Linked DNA regions of Rattus norvegicus: region 2 is linked to region 1. A link is a contact called in public Hi-C data. All regions are on one chromosome and are shown on one strand. The core of a region is the stretch at or near the end of the contact, and the rest is flanking DNA. Distances in the headings are between cores, read along the strand shown.

Region 1 (2,590 bases), core at 53-2,552:
GGCCCTCTCGTTAGCCTGGGAAGCGCTGCGGGCGTACAGACCGTGTGGTCTCCAGTAGTAGGCATTCAATACAAATCTGCCTGATGTCTGAATGTAGATTAGTCTCCCGTGTCCTCACACAGCACATGCCACCTGCTCCTGTCACCTGGTCCTGTGTGCTTCTCCCTAGAATGTGAATGTCACTTTTCTTGTCCCTGTGGCCAGATATCACAAGAAGCAACTTACATTAGAAAGATTAACTATGGCTCACAGTTCACAGGCCATGACAGAAGGAAAGATAGGATGGCAGGAATATTGGTTACGCATCAGCAGGCCAGGAAACAGTGAAAGAAGAATGCAGGCACTCCCTACTCAGACACACCCACAGGAGTAGCTCTTAGGTAATTCTAAAGTCCAGTCACCACTAAGGATTTAATTATCATATGTGCTTATGTGGGTCCTAAACTTCAGTGGACATGTGTGTTGACCCAAATTCGTAGTGAAAGCTGTCAGCATATTCCCAACCAGTCCTTGAGGAACAGGTGCCTCAAATAGTCCCAGGCCACTCCCATTCTCTCCTGGTCACTGTACCCCTCAATAAACACAGTAGCCTACATCGGGATTTTTTTTTCTATATTTTGGACTTTCATCTTTCCAACTGTACAGCCTAGCAGTACAGGGTTGTTTGGGGTTCCCTTACCAAATACCAAAGTAATTTTCACATTCTGACTCATAGAGCACCTCCAGCCTGGCCTCTCCACAGTGCTTAAACGTCTCTGCTGTCTTTGAGGCTAATTTTAAATGTCTCTTGGGGGATAGGTGCCCTTCCTCCATGCTTCCCTGAGCTCTGTCTTCTCTCAACAAAGTGCACCAGACATCTGAACTGTAACTGCTAGGTTGTCTGCTGTGTCTCCCACCTGGGTGATTTTTGAGTCAACTGCTTGCTTTGTTTCTCTTTATATGCCCCAAGCCTAGCTAGGTGCTGTCCTAGCTCAGGTAAGGGTTTGTTTAGAGATTCAATACACCAGTGACAACTCAAGCCTTATTCGTGGGACCTAAACACTGTGAAATAAGTAATCGGAAGCAGGGGCCAGTAATCAGGAAGTTCAAAAATGAATAAAGGCGCCACAGGCATCAAATCTTTTCAAAGTGTAAATCAGAATTTAGATGCAGGAGACCTTTTTTTCTTTTTTTAAAATCATGGCCGCCCAGAGGGCGGATCCAGATCAGGACACGCCTTCGAGCCAATGGCAGAGCTGGTTAACCTCCATGGCTCAGCCCTCTTGGACCGGATAGCCCATTCCAGCGGCAAGACTACATTTCCCAGCGCGCCGCGCGGCCCGGTGACGCGAGGCCGGAAGTGAGGGACATGAGGTTCTAGGGCGCGAGGGAAGCGGCTAGCGGGGGCGAGGGGGCGTGCACGTGAATAGCCTGGCCGGATCTCTGGCATGGCCGAGGCCAGGAAGCGGCGGGAGCTGCTTCCCCTTATTTACCATCATCTGTTGCAAGCAGGCTACGTCCGCGCGGCGCGGGAAGTTAAGGAGCAGAGCGGCCAGGTAAGCGTCAGACGGCCCAGTGCAAGATCAAGGGAGCCAGTAGCCCGCGCCCCTCCCGGGAAACCCAACCAGCGCGAGTCAGAGATGTCGGCCAGGGAGCAGGAGGAACATTAAACTCTGCTCTACTCCGTGCGACTTACAGCCACCTCCCAGGCTCAGTTTCCCCATGGGTGCAGTGGGCGGGCCGGAAACTGATCCGACTAGCGCAGCTTTGTAATTCCCGCCCGGGTTCCCGGTAGCGGCAGGTTTACGTTTCCCTAGGATCTTGCCACGTGGCTCTATGTAGTTTCCCTGGGACATCACCTGGAAGTCCAGCTGGAGCAGATTGTCACCACTGTTGTTGGGAACACCGAGACGAAGGTCCCCTTAGTTGATGATCTAGCATGCAGGGCGTGCAGGCCCTTGGCTGTCTTCGGTTATGACAAGACTCGAACCCGTGGTGCACTAACTTCAAAGTTCATTCATTTGGCAACTTTTATTTGGCACTGAGGTGCAGATGATGAAATGGGGCCCCTCTGCCCGCCTCACAGCCTAGTAGATAGTACAAAAGAAACACAAAAGTGACTGTATAGTTAACTTTGTATTAAGCTGTAGAGCAAGAGATTCGAGGTGCGGAAACGTGGGTGGAAGAACCTGGGCGGGGAATATCCAGGACTGCTTCCCTGAGGATGTAGTAGTTGATCTGAGATCTAGAGGGAGATGGGTATTTAGATGCCAGGTTGGAGTGGGACTTCCAAGTGTCCTAGCCTCCAGAAAGTTTGCTGAGCCTGAAGTTTGAAATGCTTGACTATGGAGTCTCCCAAAAAGATAGAGGCAAAGCCGATAGGCAGGAATGGCCTATGGGTTGTCTTCCCAGAAGAACTGTGGTAACTGGTGAACTGGATATTGACCTGGAGGACCCCAGGTGTGGTGGCATCTGCCTTTAAAATCCCATCACTCCAGAGATTGAGGCAGGCGGATCTCTTGAATTCAGAGATAGCCTGGTCTACAAAGTGAGTTTAAGACCAGCCAAGGGCTGCATGGTGAGATCCTGTCTCAGAGAGAGACAGAGAGAC
Region 2 (2,590 bases), core at 66-2,565, 130 kb before region 1:
GGTCCCGAGGTCATGGTAAGTTTCAGAGGCTAGAGCAGGCTGCAAAATATCATCATAGCCTATAACATTACAGAGGGGGAGAGTTTTCCTGTGACAGCAAGAAAGGCCACATCACTACTTTGCTCCTGGCTGTGGCTTTTCAGAATCACTCTGACTTGATAACAACCTGACTTAGCTTTTCCAGGTCTACCCAAAAGACTGGTGAACAGTCAGCTCCCATTCTTTAATGAGACACCCTAATATCCTCCAGCACACACACCCGTGCATCCTGGGCTTACACATGTGCCTCTCATATACCTTATTCCTCCAGAGACAGCCAGTGATTTTCCAGTGACTGAATTTAGTTCCCGTGTTTAGAACATACAACTGCAGCTTCAGTCACCCTGAGATCATGCCTGTCAGGCTGTTCCCACCTCACATTCACCCCACAGGCAAGGGTCACACTGTCTTGGTTGGACGCTTTTGCCCACCAAAAAAAAGCATGTGTGGGACTGCCAGGTCCAGATCCAATTAGCGCTGGTCAAAATGCGTAGGCCTACATCCAGAACATCCATTCATTCTCTCTGGGCTAGGCGGGAGACTTACTTCTGGACCAGACCAGCAAAGGTGTGATCACCACTAGGGGGCGCTGAAGCCCAGCTTATGCACACAGTCATGCCTCCAGGGGCTGGAGCAGGTATGTGAGCAGAGGACAGTTAATTCTGTTCGAGACTGTGCCTTATCCCCCAGCGGGTTTAAGAGTGAGCGGGTTCCACCTTGCTCACTCTTGATCACTAAAGATGTACACTCTCTGGGTCCCTGCCTGCTCCTGCTCAGTTGAGATCAAAGACCCACGGCAAAGACTCAGACCCACTGGGCAGGATAGAGAAGGACTGGGTAGGATAGAGAAGGACTGGCCTCAATTACCCACTTCCCCGTGCTAGGGTACAGACCACCCTTATTTCTTGGGGAGAGGCAAAGCAGCTTTACTTGGAGCTCCTCCAGGACTCAGGCTAGCCGGAAGAGTGACAGGAAGTGACGTGAGCTGCTCCGACCCGAGCTCGGAACAGAAAAGACTCCATCTCATTTGCATGCAGAGAGTGAGTGGGCTCGGAAACCCACAGATTAGCGCCCCTGAACCCAATCCAGGCAGCACATGCAGAATGAGCCTGGCTAACTCACGTGTAGGATTCAAAGTCTCCATTGCTTATGGCTTCGATCAGCTGCTCTGTCACTTTGATAATTTCCTGTTTGCGCACTGTAAGGTAGGAGGGGACACAAACAATAATGACAGTGACAGTCATGAAGAACCAAGTACTGGCTTCCGAGTCCCCAACTCGTGCCAGGCAGGCTCTGCGGGGACCTGACACTGTATACGGATGATCTCACCCATCCTTGTTCCTGAGAGAGAAAGATCATTAGCCTGGTTTCACACAAGAGACTGAGGCCCAGTGTGGGGTGGGAGGTGGGGAATGTGGTCCCAAGAGCTACGAATGGTAAAGATAGTGGACATTCAGACTCCGGGTCTTGTTTGAACCCAGGTTTTGACTCCAAAATATGTGTCTCTGCTATTTACCTTGATTTGCTGTGTGAATCAAAGCCATGTTACATGTTGCCTGATTTACTGACTATCTCAAACCAGGGCTCCCACACCAGCAAACATGGGACTACAAAGGAAAGTAAGTCAACCTTTACATCTGGGTAGTTTTTGCTGTGTTTGGGTGATGAAGATTCAGGCAGAGCTGTCTAGAATCTAGGGTTAACTGAATTCTCCCATCTGCCACAGAAAAGAAACACAAGAAACTGCTTTTCTTGGCAGAGAGTTGTTAGATGTGTGGCCTGAGCCTCGGCATCCCCAAACCTGGGGTAAGAATCAAATCAGACCCACACAATAGCCCAAAGAACTCAGGCTTGAATTCCAGACAGATCATCACCCAAATTCCAATCCGCGACCTTACAAGCTGTGGGGCTGAGAGCCACAAGACTGACTGGCTTGTCAGAAAAGTGTCCTCCTCCAGAGCTGGTCTGAGGGTGGGACAGTGTGATGAGCATGAAGCAGTGTCCCCAAGCCTGGCCCATCATGGGTGCTCATGACAAGCAGTGTCGTTGCTGGCAGCCCCCACTTAAGATCGTCTTGCAAGCTCCTCCCAGACCCTGGCAGTTAGGCAACACAGGAGAAGCCGGGTCCTCAGTAATGAAGGAATCTTCAGCAGGTATCCTGGGCCCCAGCGGAGCAGAACAGAAGCTGCCTTAGAAGCTTTGGAAGGTTCTCTTTCCTTCTTCCTTTCAGAGGCAGCTCTCTTCCAAACCCAGGAACTGGGCTCACCGGGTCTCAACATCGCTAGGAACCAGGTGGGGTACAAAGCCTGGGTGAGACTCTGACTTTTCCTTGCCAGCTACCTAGGCTGCCTCAGACACTCATCTTGGGCCCAGAGGAGGTGGAATCTGAGGGCATCCAGGCTGGAAGAACTTACAGCGGGCCAGAAGCTGTCCTCTCTGAGTGACTGAGGAAACAGAGGCCCATTGAGGGTCATAGTTTCCCAAGGACATGAAACATACGGTGCAGTCTGACTCACAGCCCAGAGCTTTTTCCACAGGACCCTGGTGTTCC

What was found. Hi-C and Micro-C count contacts between places; a contact is called where the count stands out from the background.
Region 2: a Hi-C map of liver shows a contact between it and region 1, with 3 times the contacts expected there. The contact joins the enhancer-like site here to the promoter of Tcof1 in region 1. A contact is called at or near these places in 11 of 12 Hi-C or Micro-C datasets (the A7r5 cell line, the Rat2 cell line, Schwann cells and 6 more) and 1 of 1 datasets of contacts at active chromatin or transcription factors (oligodendrocytes).

What each region holds. Positions count from the first base shown.
Region 1 is chr18:56,569,439-56,572,028 of GRCr8, reverse strand. Tcof1 (treacle ribosome biogenesis factor 1) reads left to right here and starts at 1,302. Exons shown (of 26, transcript NM_001395127.1): 1 at 1,302-1,535. The coding sequence starts at 1,428.
Region 2 is chr18:56,699,701-56,702,290 of GRCr8, reverse strand. Camk2a (calcium/calmodulin-dependent protein kinase II alpha) reads right to left here. Exons shown (of 18, transcript NM_012920.1): 15 at 1,162-1,237. Among named protein-coding and RNA genes, the nearest start is that of Slc6a7, 37 kb to the left of the region's middle. Within about 2 kb of position 1,315, at least 41 of the 93 cell types and tissues checked have an H3K27ac peak or open chromatin away from gene starts, as enhancers often do. A contact at or near this core is called in the A7r5 cell line and liver, where this site is marked.